Linked DNA regions of Mus musculus: region 1 is linked to region 2. A link is a contact called in public Hi-C data. All regions are on one chromosome and are shown on one strand. The core of a region is the stretch at or near the end of the contact, and the rest is flanking DNA. Distances in the headings are between cores, read along the strand shown.

Region 1 (3,806 bases), core at 879-3,378, 280 kb before region 2:
CTGGTCTACAGAGTGAGTTCCAGGACTGCCAGGGCTATACAGAGAAACCCTGTCTTGAAAAAAAACAAACAAACAACAACAACAAAAATACTTTTTAAAAAATCTTTACTTTTTCAACAACCTACTAAGTCTATTTAGTGCTGTTCCTAAGCACACAGGTTGGGGTCATCCCTAGGAGCACAGACAACTTCTGAGTAAGAATGACTTCCTTCACCCACTGGCTATCAGTTAACAAAGGAACCTCAGCTAGGGGTGGTGTTGCAACCAGCAAGAAAGATGCAACCACCGGTTCTTCTTTAAGTAGTTTACTCAGGCAGCTATTTTCTTCAAATCTCCCAGCCTCTCTAGTTACAAGTGTTTTTCTCTCCTCCAGCCACAACCATGCCCCCCACCAATCACCACAGGTCACATCACGTCACCAGGCAGGCTCGCTCAGCCAATCAGGGATTAAGGGCCATCTACTAAACATGGGCTTATTTACTACCTGGAGCAGACTTCCATCCGGCTGGCCTGTTTACAGCCTGAAATGGCTTCCTACAGGGTGGGTCTTAGTTTTACAGCCCGAAATGGCTTCCTACAGGGTGGGACTTAGTAAGCCTGCCCACAATCCTTGCTTGAATTTGATTGGTGTGATCCTGTGCAGGTCTTCTGCAGGCAACCACTGCTATTGTGAGGTCATGAATATGGCGGCCTGATCTTGTTCACAGCCCTCCTTCCTGCTTTTATGCCTTCCTTTTTTTTTTTTTTTTTTTTCTGTTTTCTCTTCTGTCATATTCCCTAAGCCTTGATGTGGGGACTTGAGCAAGAAAAGATGAATTTTATTTTGTCCTATTTCATATTGTCCTGTTTACAATATTTTCAACTGTGAAGGATAGTTAATCCTGAAATGATCTTTTAAAAATGTTAACATTTTCTTATAAGAAGTAAAATTGTAATAATTTGTGATCTCTGATTACTAGAACAATTTAATATCTTTCTTCATGCATGTTTATTATTTATATTTGCTCACTTAATAAGCTGGCTCTCACATCAAGCAGTGAGCCTATTATTGTCTCACAAAATTGCAGAAAGTCACAAGAAAAGACAAGGCCTTCTTGCATTTAAATGATTATTTCTATAACCTCTAGTTTGTCAGTATTATTTGACAGGGTGTTCCTATGTACTAAACTTTGCTCCAAACATTCCATAGAATGCAAGGTGTCTTCAAAGTCACCAACTTACTGTCTTGGTTTTCTGAATGCTGAGATTATTATGTGAAGGTTTTAACCTAAAACTTTTAAGTGTGTTGGAATTTCAGATATTAACGTTAGTTTGTCTTTTGAATTCTACTGTTTTGGGGAAAAATACCTTTCTTCCTTCCTTCCTTCCTTCCTTCCTTCCTTCCTTCCTTCCTTCCTCCTTCCTTCCTTTCTTCCTTCCTTCCTCCCTTCCCTCCTCCCTTCCTCCCTTCCCTCTTCTCTTCCTTGCTTCCTTCCTTTCTTTCTTTCTCCCCTTCTTCCTTTCTTCCTTTTTGTCATTGGGTTCTAACATTGAAACGTCTGGTTGTTTCTTCCATCTGGAGTTTATTTGTATAAGACCCAGAATCTGATAAGCATGGATTGAGTACACAGAAATGTCTGGGGAAACCTACTGTTTCTATGACTACATCACTTCTAATCAATACTTACATCCTAGTTTAAATCACAATCGTCCTCGCCTTCCACCAAAAGGTAAAGTGTCTTTCAATAATAAATGTTCTTACTCATCTTACCTCGTTTTTCTTGGCAGCAACCTGACCCTATGACAATTTACACTCCATCTATTGTCAGGGATGCAAATGGTTCTACGGTTTGTTAATGTCCAAGAAACGCCCTCACCTCTGAATCACTTTTTCCCCAAACATAAATCCCTGGGCCAACAAAGAAAAGTGGTATTTTTCCATCTCCATAATTCCTGTTATTTTAAGTCTATCCTCTAACCAAAGTGGCTTTGTGTTTCTTTTTCCTTGATAACTCACAGGTTCAAATGTAAGAATTTATTATTATAAGGAACAATTATGAGGTTCAAAGCACGCTGTGTGCATTCCATGCTTCCAGCTTCTGGTACTGATATACGGAATGAAATACTTGTGGTTCGTCTGCTCGCATGGAATGGATGAGCTCCAACTGCTGGCGGTGAAAGCCTTAATGAATGTCTGCGTTCGTCAGACCCAACGGGGACCTAGTATCATGGGAGGTCGCCCAAGTGCTGCATTGCAGCATCTCAAAAACAAACTTTGACCATTTCACTTCTTCATTCCAGCTATTCTTCAGCATCAACAATGGCAACCACTGGAGGGAGGGAAAATGGCTTTGCTGGGTTTTTTGCTTTAAACATCATCCTGGGGTTTAAGATGTCAAGATATCTTTTTTTTCCACTGAACTAGACAAACAACTGACCTTTTTGAACAGCTCTGACATTTTACTTCTTCAGGGCCATGTGTTCAGCATTTTGATAACTCTCCACTCGTAAAATAGCTCTAATTTAATGAGATAGTGCACCCCCTTAGCAAAACAAAAAGTAAAATTCAAAACAAAAAACGGACTTAAAAATAGTATTTATTTTTACTTTATGTGTGGGTACTTTGTCTGTGTGTAAGTATGTAAATACCATGTACATGCACTGACTACCAGGACCAGAAAAGAGTCCCCTAGCAGTGGAGTTACACATGGTTGTGAGCTGCCACAGGGATGCTAGGAACTAAACTCGGGGCCCCTGCAACAGCATCAGCTGCTCTATACTGTTGATTTATCTCCCCAGACCTGCTTTTCTTTTTAATATCTACTTAGTTTTAATTAAAAAAAATAGAACTACTTAGTAACTCTGACTGTTCCTGTCTTGTTTCCTTAGTAGTAGACGATCTCTGTTTTCCTATATAATATTCGTGATTTCATAATGAATACACATGTTTTAGCTACTGCGTACATACATCCCACTGTAAAGCTAAAGAGGGGTTCATTCTGAGGCTGAAGATTTAAAGTGAATTTCTTTAATAGCATAGAACAAACATTGGGTATATTATATAGTGAATATCTAGTAATGTGGTTGAACACATGAATAACCTGTGACCTGTGTATTATACTTTAAACACCTCAAAACTTTTTGATTATTTGAACATTTATAACTTGCAATGTTCATCCATTTCAATAATAGTTTATAGATCCAAAAATTATACTATATACCATGTCAGATGTTAACTAATCCATCCAATTACTCATTTCTCTACCATCTATTATGACAGAGATTGCACATAGATACCAAACCCATTGATATCTGATACTACTCACACATAAAAGATGATAATTCATATCATTTTCCCCAGTATCATCTAGTGACTAATAAAATGTTGGTCAATAATGCCAATCATGACCATTAGGACCAGCTCCTAACAGAATCACACCAATATCCCTAGTCTCTTTACACACATGGCTCTAACATGGAAAAGGTTTGAAAGCCTATATAAAGTAGAACTATAAATTGGAAAGCAACAGATTGCTTGAATAAACACATATAAGGTGATCTGTCCAGGAAGGTGCATTTCTAACAATGATATAATCTGACAATAGGCATGAATGATGCTGGATCTCAGAGATTATAGGATGTAACTTATTATGGTACCTAATATCATTCTAACTCATTGAAAAGTTGGTGCTTTGAAATGGGTACTCACAGAACAGATAACACTAGTGAGAAGTGATTTGTAGAGACAATGGGTTAAAATAATGGAGTCCCAGTCCGTGTCATTTCATCAACGAATAAATGATGGGAGACCGAAGCACAGTAAAAGC
Region 2 (4,343 bases), core at 1,131-3,630:
GTAAGGGTATGCTTGGTTTTATAGGTCATGCCTTCCTTGAGAAAGGGCATAATTAAAAGCAAAAGAAATTCCCTTTCACATTGGGATCAAATCCACTCAAGTTTCTCTATAAACTCGACTCCGGCTATTCCAAAACATCACTAGTTGGGGATCATTGAGCATTCACAGTACTTGGCTGTTCCCATGTAGCAGAACGAGTACTATTCTATTTGTAGAACAAAGTAGCGGAGCCCTCTTAGAATAGCAGATGACTGTTTGATTCTGAATAATTCAGAATACTTCGTAACACCCCCCCCCCCATTAGCCGTTAAACATTCTGTGTTCAGAATACGTGAGAACTGTGTTCACTATTCATCTTACCTCTGTGTAAAATACCTGGCAGAAGCCATTTAAGGACGTAAAGATTTGCTCTGCCTTGTCTTTCCAGAGCAGAGCAGCCCATCACAGGGAGAAAGCACAGTGATGGGTGTGGGTCAGTCTGGGAAGCACGGGTGTGTGGTACTCTTCTTTCTATCCTGGCAGATCAGGAAACTAAGAGCGGGACTGGAAGTGGCTATCATTCTCAAAACCTCCCCCTTCCCGACTCCCCTTCCCTGTCCCCCCCCCCACAACTCACATCTATCTAGCCACTAGATCTCATGACCCAGACTCCACCATCTCCCAAAACAGCTCGACCAAATGGGGCCATCGTGAGTCTGTGGGAAACATTACATATGCAAGCCTTAAGAAAGAAAGAAAGAAAGAAAGAAAGAAAGAAAGAAAGAAAGAAAGAAAGAAAGAAAGAGGGAGGGAGGGAGGGAGGGAGGGAGGGAGAGAGAGAGAGAGGGAGAGGGAGAGAGAGGGAGAGGGAGAGAGAGGGAGAGGGAGAGAAAGGAGGGAGGGAGGGAGGGAGAAAGGGAAGAAGGAAGGAAGGAAGGAAGGAAGGAAGAAAGGAAGGAAGGAAGGAAGGAAGGAAGGAAGGAAGGAAGGAAGGAAGGAAGAAAGGGGAAGGGGAAAGGGAAGGGGAAGGGGAAGGGAAGGGAAGGGAAGGGAAGGGAAGGGAAGGGAAGGGAAAGAGAGAGAGAGAGAGAGAGAGAGAGAGAGAGAGAGAGAGAGAGAGAGAGAGAGAAAGAGAAAGAGAGAAAGAGAGAGAGAAAGAGAAAGAGAGAAAGAGAGAAAGAGAGAGAGAAAGAGAGAAAGAGAGAAGAAAGAGAGAAAGAAAGAAAGAAAGAAAGAAAGAAAGAAAGAAAGAAAGAAAGAAAGAAAGAAAGAAAGAAAGAAAGAAAGAAAGAAAGAAAGAAAGAATTCTGCAGAACCTGGATGCTCTTAGTCAGAGAAAATGCCATAGTGACTTGGACAGACTTGTGCATTCCATCCACACCAATCCTACCTGCATTTTTATCTTCCTGTGAACCAGTTCCCTTGAAGAGAGACATGAACATCTCTGTTCATGGCAATGCAGACTCTGCCACTGAAACACCACCCCTATGGATCACAAGGGTTTTTAATGCATCTCATCTAACTGAAAACTGCAAGAGGCTTAGAATTAGTTCTTTACATGCCTAACACTGTTAGATCCACTGCCACAGTTCAGTGAAAAAAATATATATTTTTCCACTTCTTCCTGATTGCATTTTACCCTCCTCTGCCAAGAAAATTTACTACATTTTTTTTCATGAGTTTCCTCGTGTCAAGTGGAACTTTTTCATCCAAATTTCACTGCTCCAGCCCATATGTCTCTTCTTTCTTTTTGTGATTTTATTTTTTTGGGGGGGAGGAGGGTTAGGATACCACATAACAAAAATGTTTCTCTTATATTAATGTTTTTACTCAGACAAAGTAAACCATTGCTCCTCGGTATGCCATCCGGGAGCCAAGAAGGACATGACTCACTCATGCAGAGATTTTATTTAAGCCATTTGCTCAGTGATCCAAGTAGATTAAAGACAGATCTGCTGCCCTAGGAGTGGCACTGGGGTATCAAGGATCATTGCCACTTGGTAGATAAACCACATGCGGCTCCTATGGCGGCCACTTCCCTTAGTCTCTGTCAACCTCATTAAACATTGCGGCACCTGCATTTAACGGGCTCTGGTTGACTGGGGGAGTACACTTACTGAGTTCTTGAAATAACCCAATGTTAATACAGTGTTCCCCCATCCCAAACTCCTGGGATGCCTTGGGAAAGCGGGTCTACATTTCCCTTAAGGATTCTTGAGAAATGAAGAAAGCAAAAGGAGAGAGTGGCAGAGAAGAAAGGGGAACATGAAAAAGGGGAAATAAGAGAACAGAAATAAACCGAGAGAGAAAACATTGCAAGTTTCCATTATTCCTCTCTCTGCCAGAGAATCTGGAATGTTAAATGGCTGCAAATTGAGCGGCTCATGAGTAATGGATTTGGTCTCTACCACTAGGGGTCAGAAACCCAGGACGTGTAAATAATACTCACACTCTTGAAACAAGGAACAGATGATGATGTCCCTGCAAAAGATGAACCTCAGTTTTCTTATTTTTATAGAAAAATATGTCAATTCCAGCATTAGGACAAACATCAAGAATGTTGTAGACGTAGGCACTTCCCAGTGGGTGCACATCTCAGACCATGAGGACTTTATGTCAGCTTTAACATTTCAGAAGAAAAACTGTAACTGGGATTGTAGCTCAGGTGGTTAAGGGCTTTCCTAGCACGAGTGAGGCCCTAGGTTCCCTTGCCAACACCTGCAGAAAGGGAGTATGGGGCTGGCTACCTGTAATCTCAGCACTTGGGAGGTGGGAGCAGCTGGATTGTAAATTCAGCTACGTGGAAAATTCAAAGCCAGCCTGGGATGTGTGAAGCCTTATGACAAAAAATAAACTAATAGGTTAACTATTTTTTAATAAGGTAGTGCATTCATTTTAAAATGTGTTTTCCTAACTCTGTTCATATTTCTTCCCTACCTTCTTTATCTTTCTTAACAAGATGCTTTTCTTTTGTTTTTTGTTTTTTTTGTTTTTTGTTTTGGTTTGGAGAGAGAGATTGGGAGAGAGAGGGAGGGAGGGAGAGAGAGAGAGAGAGAGAGAGAGAGAGAGAGAGAGAGAGAGAGAGAGAGAGAGAGAGAGAGACCCTTCTTCTGGTCTCTTCCCCTTTGCCATGTCCTAAGAGTCCTTTTGTCCATTCCCAACCTTCCTGTTCATTGACCTTCAGCTTCTCTTGGTCCTTTTTCTATTGTATTAGGCTTTGTCCACATTTATAGTCATTCCTGTGTTCATATGTATGTGTGCACATGTATACACTACACTCCCATCAGCACATTACATCCCCACATCTTCACCACCAGCATTTCCTGTTTTATGTTATCCAATCTCACAGGAATCAGGTGGTTTCTCAAAGTAGTTTAGCTTAAATTCCCTTGAATACTAAAGATTTTGGTTTCTTTTTTAAAATAGTTATTGACCACTGATCTATATCTCTTGTGAACTGTTGATTTCAGCCAGTTGTGGTGGTACATGCCTTTAATCCTAACACTTGGGAGGCAGAGGAAGGTAGATCTCTGAGTTTGAACCAAGCCTGGCCTACAGAGAATATTTCCAGGACAGTCAGAGAAATCCTATCTTTAAAAAAAAATCCATTTGTTGATTTGCACGATTTGGTTTTCTTCTTTTTACTGGTGTTTAATTTTGCATTTCATTGTAAATCCTGGATACTAGCTCTCTGTCTTGGATATAACTGATAAAGATGGTCTCCTATTCCTTTAAGCTGTCTGCTCTCCTAACAGTTTGAAAGAATGTTTGTGTACTTTTGTTGTTAAGGAACCCACAATTTCAAGTGGAATGTTCAGACAACAAGTTACTTAATACATATTTAAGGCCTCCCTGTATAATACCATAAGTATGCTTGATTGGGCAGTGTTACATACAATAGAAGCATTGTAATAGAGAAAGTTGAAATGACTGGACAGTAACTGTGAGGCATTCTTCTTGTAGATAACATCAGGGCTTAGAGGAAGCAGGAGTCTGTGCAAAAGGTCCAGCTGGAAAAATAGATTGAAAGTAAGAGCCGGCATAAGCCAGTAGAACCTGGAAATAAATAATCACTAGAGGGCAGAGGCTACGTTAAAGGTGCAGAAAGCAAGGTGGGATGATTAAAGGAAAATATTCAATGTTGGTGTTTTGTAGGCTGGGTAAAGGATTTGAGGTTCAATCCTTGGTGCAATGAGAAACTATTAAACAATGTTAAACTGTCCCTTTTAAGTGGTTATGAATGGATGATGGACTCTAAAGCAGTAGGAGTAGAAACAGAGACATCAATTATCAGGCTACTGTGGTAGACCAGATAGCGATTCTGATCATTTAGACTTTGGTAGTAACCTTGAAGCTGGAAAGAA

The links. Hi-C and Micro-C count contacts between places; a contact is called where the count stands out from the background.
Region 1: a Hi-C map of the C2C12 cell line shows a contact between it and region 2, with 2.3 times the contacts expected there. The contact joins two enhancer-like sites. A contact is called at or near these places in 1 of 15 datasets of contacts at CTCF or cohesin (the NIH/3T3 cell line), 3 of 484 Hi-C or Micro-C datasets (the C2C12 cell line, bone marrow-derived macrophages and nephron progenitors) and 1 of 115 datasets of contacts at active chromatin or transcription factors (acute myeloid leukemia).

Annotation. Positions count from the first base shown.
Region 1 is chr11:110,879,508-110,883,313 of GRCm38.p6, reverse strand. No RefSeq gene overlaps it. Among named protein-coding and RNA genes, the nearest start is that of Kcnj16, 120 kb to the left of the region's middle. Within about 2 kb of position 2,128, at least 9 of the 459 cell types and tissues checked have an H3K27ac peak or open chromatin away from gene starts, as enhancers often do. A contact at or near this core is called in the C2C12 cell line and the NIH/3T3 cell line, where this site is marked.
Region 2 is chr11:110,603,223-110,607,565 of GRCm38.p6, reverse strand. No RefSeq gene overlaps it. Among named protein-coding and RNA genes, the nearest start is that of Gm46300, 54 kb to the right of the region's middle. Within about 2 kb of position 2,380, at least 14 of the 459 cell types and tissues checked have an H3K27ac peak or open chromatin away from gene starts, as enhancers often do. A contact at or near this core is called in the C2C12 cell line and the NIH/3T3 cell line, where this site is marked.